Linked DNA regions of Canis lupus: region 2 is linked to region 1. The links are chromatin contacts, called in public Hi-C maps. All regions are on one chromosome and are shown on one strand. Each heading gives the region's core, a stretch centred on a gene start, on an enhancer-like site or on the middle of the called end of the contact. The rest is flanking DNA. Distances are from core to core; before and after follow the strand shown. Region 1 holds the start of TIMP3 (TIMP metallopeptidase inhibitor 3). Region 2 overlaps SYN3 (synapsin-3).

Region 1 (3,831 bases), core at 411-2,910:
CCAAAAGAATCCTTCAGGCAATCCACAAACCGAAGGGCCAGCTGGATTCCCCTGGGGAGAGGGAAGGGTATACAACATGGGCCCCAGGAAACCTCTAACAAGGGTGACCCCAGGTCACATAAACACCCATGCTTGCCAACTGGACTGACCTTCTGGTCACCACAGCCACCTCCCTGACTTCTCCTAGGCTCAGCAGGGCCCACCAGCAGCGCCCCTCCCAACTTCAGCTGCCTTCCCTGCCAGGCTCCTGTCTCCTCCCCCTCCCCTGCAGCACACTTGTGGAGGCCCTCACCCAGGACCCAGTGGAAAATTTTCCTTCTTCTTTATGACTTAAAACACACACGCTCCATTCTTCACCTCTGAATCGACACAGGCAGAAGAGGGCAGCTAGACTGTGCCCCACCCCACCCCAGCCCGAGTACACACACACACACACACACACACACCACACATACACATACACACACACACACACACACACACACACACCCCGCAGCAGGGGCCACTGGACTTGCATGCTTTATGAGCTGGAAAGGAGAGAAGAGATGTTTTCCAGCTGCTACTCCACCTCTGGCCATCCAAACACAAGTGTCCCAAACACTCCCCAACAAGTTCTCCCAGGACACTTGTGAGGCCCTGGATTAAAACTGGTTCTACTTCTTACTGAGTCTCTAATCAAGACACAAAGTCCAGTTTGGAATTGTCACCATGATGTGATCGTTGGCATCTTTGTTCTTTTGGTGACAAATCTGTTTTCCACTGCTCATTCTCCCCCTCCCCACATGCATTCAAGCAAAAAAAAAAGAAAAAAAAATAACCTTCCTGTGAATTCTCACAGCTATGTGATAAGTGATCCCTCACACACGCCACCTCCTGCTTGCTATCAACACTCTCAAATACAGTTCCTCCGGGAAAGGGTCAACCCACAGCTTTCTTCTCATTTTTCCCTTAAATCCACTCAAACTTGGCAGTCTAAGAAGCTCATTTAGCCTTTGCCTGGGAAGTAGGAGGCTGGGTTGGGTGTCAATGAAAAGAATAAACTAAACGGGTGCAGGAGAAAATGCAAACTCAGAAAACTTCAAGATTCTCCTGCAACTTTGTGCACATGGCTGGCAACTTTTTTTAAACTATTGAACAACTCAGTACTTCAGTTAGTTGGCATTCCAAGTTTTAGGAAAGCCCTCCCACCCTTCTCCCCCAGCCCTTCTCTCTTGAGAGTGAAAAGGGAAATTTTCCAGATGTCAAAAGGACCAATAGGGGCCTCACGCCCTAAAATGAGAGCAAAGGTTGCAAGGGGTTCACTTACCACTGTAGGTTTTCTCTGCAGGGCATCTGCCCCTTCATCTATGCCAGACCCTCTGACTGAAGAAACTGAGTTTCGACCCCCTGCCCCCATCCCAAGCTCAGTCAGAAAAAAGAAACGGGACTCGCTACGCCCTCCAGGAGCTGCACCCCAGTCCGGGCTGCAGCGCAAGACCGGGCACCGCAAAAGCGGGCACCGCAGGGGCTCTGGTGGGGACACCCGGAGCGCTTACCGATGTCAGAGTTGCAGAAGGCGTCCTGGGGGTGGCTGGGCGAGCATGTGCACGCCTCGGCGCCCCAGTGCCCCAGGCTCCAGCTGCCCAGAAGCACCACTAGCCCGAGCCAGGGAGTCATTGCCGCTGTGGCTGCTGAGGCTGCTGCTCGCCTCTCCAAAGTTGTGCGCGCCGCTGGAGGGGCCGCTGCAGCCCGAGCTCGCCTGCCCGGCCTTGCGGGGCAACTTTGGCTTCGGCGCGCTGCCCTCGGGGTGCCCAGTGGGGAGGGAGGGGTGCAGCGAGGCTGTCTCGGCGCTGGCGCACGACTCTGCGGGCCGGCGGTCTCTCCCGGGGAAGGAGCGGGAGCCGGGGCGGAGCAGGAGCAGCAGGAGGAAGAGAAGCCGTCTGAGCGCCCGCCCGCTGCCCGCTCTGCGCCGCTGCCCGGCGGCCGAGTGATATAGTGCGGGTCCCCCCCGGGCAACTCCTCTCGGGCACTCGGGGCCCGCCCCCTGCGACCAATGGCAGAGCCGCATTACCTCATCGGCCCTCCAAAGGGGCGGGGCCGGGGGCGCGGGCCGACGGGGCGGGGCGGCCCCGGACCGTTCAGATCCTTATAGGGAATAATACGGCTGTGGGCACGGGAGTGGGTGAACCGGAACGCGCCTCGGACCTAAGCTTGCCAGGTGGCCCCCGGAGCGGGTCCCCGGGCCCGACCTTGCCAGTGCTCTGACCACACACCCACCCACCCTGCTTGCTCTCTGAGCGCTTCTGACCCAAACCACCCACCACAGCACCAACTCGTCCTCGGGTCACAGGCGGCCCTGGCGACCCTGACCGCGCCTGGTGGAAGGGCGAAGGACAAAGGCTAACTCTCCGGCTTCTCTGGAGAGAGCAGGGTCAGAGGCGAGAGGACCAGCTGACGACCCACACACCTACCCTCCGACTTTCCTGGATGTGAGGGAGCCATCTGCCCTTTGGAGCTGGCTTTAGGGACTGTTGCGCAGCACCCCCACCCCCACCCCACTTGCCCAGAGTAAACTGTGAAGTCACTCAACAAACACTGTTCTGAATGTTGGAATGAGCAAAACAAAGTCCTTGCTTCCATGAAAGTCGCAAGCAGTGCATCAGTGAATTCACCAATATGCCAGGTGATTTTCTATGATGATAGTACCATGAAGAAACAAAACTTAGTAATGGGTTAGAAATTACTGGATGATGGTGGGGGGACTGCTTTCTATGGAATAGTGAGAGAAGGTATATCTGAGGAGGTGACAGTCTGGCTGAGAGGTGAGCAAGGAGAAGGAGCAGGAGGAAGCCCTATGGAAATCTGGGAGGAGAAAATGCCAGTTAGGGAGAACAGCAAGTGCAAAGGCTCTGAGCTTATTTGAAAAACAATGAGTAGAAAGGGCAGGAGAAAATAGTAACCCCACCAAGGCCAGACAAATCTCCATCCTTCAGCAAGGAATTGGGGGTGAATTGATCCAAAACTGGGGTAACTTACACTGGATTCTGGAGAACTATCCAGGATCTTAGCCTACTAGCCATAATGGATGATTGCTAATAACTAATACTATGACTATCCTTATTATTAAGGAACATCTTGATTCTGCCTTATAGTTTCCATGCCACATTTCATTATATCTCACAATTTTTTTTTTTTTTTTTTTTTTTTTAGATAGGAAAAACACAAAGTACTATTCACACTTTCTAGATGAGGAAACTGGCACAGAATAGTGACATGACTTGGCAAGCAGCCAGGAGCTCCATTCACTCATTTGCACCTGAAGAACGATTTTATTTATCTGGACTAAAGCAGTAATTAGCTATCACCGTGCAGATGCCCTTTTGCAGCTGGAGACTTCTGTCTTTCTATTCTTGTGTCTCTCTCCCTTTCTCTCCTAACTCATTCTGTTTAGGAAGGTCCTTGCATGTTTTGGATATAGAAATGCCAAATGTTTGGAACAAAGTGAGGACTGGGAATACTTCTCAGAAATGCAAGTTCAACTTCTTTCTCAGAAACTCTCTTTACACCTCGGATAAGTGGCACTGGGATGGCAGAAGCAGAGCATTTCATTAAAAATGGTATTTCCAGGAACATTTTTTAAACTCCTTTGCCCCTGCTCCTGAAGAATTGTAGCTATAAGGAAGGAATCAAGTTTCCATATTCTCCTGCCCTGTCCCCTTCCTAACTTCTAAGCCCCTTTCCACCTTAACTCTATAGCCTGGCCCAGATAGTTCTTTCCTTCTCTCAATGTTTACTTCAGCACTTAGCTCACTGTTTCATAGAATATAATTGTATCATTTCCCCAACCACACT
Region 2 (3,831 bases), core at 881-3,380, 120 kb after region 1:
GGATCTTTTCCTTGATGGTTCCCATCTCCTCTCATTTTATCCATTCAGCATCTTCAGAAGCTAAGTCTGAAGGGAGAATAGACACTGAAACAGAAAATTCATTCATCCATTCATGCAATCAGTAGCCAGCACAGTGCCTGGCACATAGCAGATGTTCAATGAATATTTGTTATGAGTAAGACACAGTAGTCTGATGGAGAAGGCAAATAATTCAGCATTGAAAATGCAGTCCAGTGAGTTGTATTACAGGAACTCATTGAAGGCCCTATGGAGACAGAAAAAGGACAGCTAACCCAGCCTCAGGGTTGCTCAGAAGAGGTATCTTCTTAGAGGATAATGTGCTCTGATTAGAAAGGCCTTCCAAGCAGACCAAGCAGCACATGGGAAGGCCTCACGATATGCAAGAATATGTCTACCTTGGGCACTCTATACCTTTGGAGCCAAATGTGATGGAAGAGGCAGAGAGAGATGAGGCTGGAAAGAGAGGTAATTAGGACACTGTGTAATAAATGCTATGACAGGGGAACAAAGTTCTCTATAAGAACAAAAGAATGAGCTGCTAATTTCTTATAAGGGCAATTACAGTTGGACTCAGTCTGATGGATGAGTAGGAGTTTGCCTCAGAGAAGAGTATGCATAGCATCCTAAATGAGGAGAATGGCCTAGAGTAATATAAGAGCCTTTTGTCTTTAAGAAATGGTAAGAATTCAGTGTGGCTCAAGTGGGGAGGGTGCTGAGATGCAAAATAAAAATAACAGCTCACATGTATTGAGTATTTACTATGTACCAGGCATTGTGCTAATGCTGTTGAATTAACTCATTCCCTCTTAATGATAATCTTATGAAGGTGGTATTTCTATTATCCCCATTTTACAGATGGGGAAATTGGAGGTTAAGTAACTCGGTCAAGGCCCCGTGCTAGTTAAGTGGCATATCTGAGAGTTGAGCCCAGGTCTATGAGATTCCAAAGCACATGTTTTGAAATATTAGCTATCCTCTTCCCAATGTTGTGTGGCACTAAAGTCAAAGCAGTCAGTCAGCTTTGGAGGAAAATGGTGAGTTTAGTTTGGGGCATCCAAAGAAGGTTCTGAGAAGGCAGCTGTACATATATATTTGGAGCCCAGGAAAGATGAACAGCTGTAGCAAAGATCTGGGAGTCATCAATAGTTTTTAGGCACTGAAAGAAAGCATGAATATGGATATGGGCCTAGGACAGAACCCTCTAGTGCTTGGACATTTCAGAGCCAGATCGGAAGCAAAGAATGCCAACAAGGAGAAGCTAGAGAGGTAGGGAGGCAAAACAGAGGGGTGCAGCCTGCAAGCCAGTGGGCACCAATGCCACACATGCTACAGAGGCAGCCAGTCAGAACTGCAGGACTGCAAAGCGGCCTGTAGGTTTTGCAAATGACCTCACAAATGACCTTGTGCAGACCAGTTTCCTGAGACTGGTAGATAAGGAGAAAGAGACAATTGATAGATTTATAATGAAATTTAGTACAACTTCACACTTTTCACTATTCCTGAAAAAGAAATTCATCCTTTGTCAACTACATTTCCTGATTTGGGGTACAGGAAAATGCAGTCACTGCAGCAAGACGTCAGCTGTAATTTGGCTGTGCAGTATTTGGCAAGCCACTTACTTCCCTTCTTGAGGCATCAGTTTCCTTGCCTGTAGACAAAGGTATTGGAAGAGACATACTCCTAGGTTTTCTCCCGTATCCAAAATTCTATTCTCCTCCATTCCAGATGCTCTTTGGGGATGCCAGTGTTGATGGGGAAGGTGAAATAGGACTCAGGTGCAGGGAAAGAGAAGGGCCCCCTTTAACTGCTGCAGCTGCCCCATGGGGCTTGTTTCTTCTCGGTCTTGTTTGCTCCCCGGTCCTCCAAGGCAGCTATTGGAGCCAATGATGAGAAACACATGTTTCTGGGCAGACCTGGTGTTGCGCAGTGCCGCCAAGGGGAGGGCAAAAAAGAAAAGGAAAAAAAAGAAAAGAGAGAAAGGAAGGAAAGAAAAGAGCTTTGGTATTCTCAGCCTCCACAGACAATTCCCCCATTGATGTGCTGTGAGTCACGGCGGGCCGCCAGGCCATCGCGGTTTCTGAATCACTTCCTCCAAGAGGGGCTCTCCACTTGTTCCCCTGGCTTTGGCCAGGGCTGGAATGCAAGGAGGTTGGGCCCTTCAGAGTGCCTCTGACTGCTTTCTTCTTTGCTATAACTCTAGCAACAGAGGTAGAGGTGCCAGGTGGCAGGACAGGGGGCCTCAATGGAAGATGGCAGAGGAACAGGTTGAACTTGCTATTCCGACTGATAGACCCTCTTACAGCACTAAAACTCATGCCTCCCTCTCGAGTGAGATGGAAATGAAGTAAAAACCCAGATTAAAGGCCACAGTTTCCTGCAGTGGGCACCAGACTCAGCCAGATCTGGATTTTCCATCTTCTCCACCTTGATTCTCTGGGTATGTGAACAAGGCTGATCTCTTTTGGGTAGAGGCAGACATAAAGTTGATTTTGACCATTCCTTCACAACCCAATTAGGGTATTTTAGACTGCATCTCTTGATCTCCCATCTTTTTCATTTCCATTGTGAAGGACAAGGATATTAACAGTCCAAGATGGCCTCACCTGAGTAATGATATTCAAGTGAGAGTCTGTATTAAATTCTTGCTTAGGATAAACATCGTTCATTCAACAAAAAAATTGTGCTCACTCTGAGCCAGATTCTGTGTGGGCATCAGGGATTCTGAGAGGAAACTGACATGGTTTTAACTGGATAAAAGAGAAAGACTGATGAATCAACAATGCAAATTCAATATGGCAGGTGCTCTGGTGGAAGGGTACAGAGGAGATCATCAAACACAAACTTGGAAATGGGGGAGCTCAGGGAAGGCATCCAGAAATATTTGTTGAATTGAATAAGGCAACATTTTTGTGCCATTTCCCTTTGTCTAGCCAGTAGTGCTTTTCATCCCCCCAGGACTTTCCAGAAGGTCAGTACCTTCACTGAACACTGGAGATAAGACCTACTCTCAGCCCTTATGAGATGAAGTGGTCTCTCCTCCATGCCAACAGAGGACACTGTTTCCAATGACCTTAGCCGTTCGGGAATATACTAGAATGCCGCCATCTTGTGGGCAGGCTGAGCCATGTTCATTTTACAACTCTATGCTCCTGGGGCACTTATCAGAGATGGGTCGACCTGAAAGCAATGCCTCTGATTGTAGTTACAGATGAAGGGTAAAAGCAACACCTTTTAAGAAGTCCCTTTGTCCACGTTTAGCTAGCTGGTCTCTCCTTAAAGAGGCGGTTTTAGATAAAAAGCTTCTTTAGAGCAGGCACCATATCTTAATCTTCTCTATGCCTCTCATAGCCTCTACCAGAAGATAGGAAAGTAATAGGTGCTCAGCGCATGGATGTTAGATGGAATCACTCACTATAAACAATCAGCCAGAATAATAGTGCCTTGTACCACTGTGTCCCTAGCACCTAGCACAGTGCCTGGACCTACAAAAATATGTTGAATAAATCCGTGAAATCAGACTCTTGAAAGTAAAGCTCTAGAAACAGCAAACATTGTTTGCTGGAGGAGAATAGAGACCTTGTCTCTATTGTCTACTAGAACCTCCTCTTTCTTGGGTGCAGCACAGAAAGGTACAATGATTTGCCCAAGGTCACACAGCTAGTCTTAGAGCTGGGACTGGTAGGCGTGTCAGCTGACTTACCATTATGATTGCGTGGCAGAGTCAGCCCACACTTACATGAGAAACAAAGTAAAGCAGTGTATCTGTCTAGAGCAGGCGCTTGTCTAGAGTTATACCTGATAGAAGAGCTT

What was found. Hi-C and Micro-C count contacts between places; a contact is called where the count stands out from the background.
Region 2: a contact with region 1 is called in a Hi-C map of skin fibroblasts, with 2.2 times the contacts expected there. The contact joins the enhancer-like site here to the promoter of TIMP3 in region 1. A contact is called at or near these places in 4 of 9 Hi-C or Micro-C datasets (amygdala, blood, liver and 1 more).

The regions. Positions count from the first base shown.
Region 1 is chr10:31,737,312-31,741,142 of UU_Cfam_GSD_1.0, forward strand. TIMP3 (TIMP metallopeptidase inhibitor 3) reads right to left here and starts at 1,661. Exons shown (of 5, transcript NM_001284439.1): 1 at 1,536-1,661. The coding sequence starts at 1,656. The region is part of intron 7 of SYN3 (synapsin-3); the gene reads left to right.
Region 2 is chr10:31,855,616-31,859,446 of UU_Cfam_GSD_1.0, forward strand. The region is part of intron 7 of SYN3 (synapsin-3); the gene reads left to right. Among named protein-coding and RNA genes, the nearest start is that of TIMP3, 120 kb to the left of the region's middle. Within about 2 kb of position 2,131, at least 3 of the 20 cell types and tissues checked have an H3K27ac peak or open chromatin away from gene starts, as enhancers often do.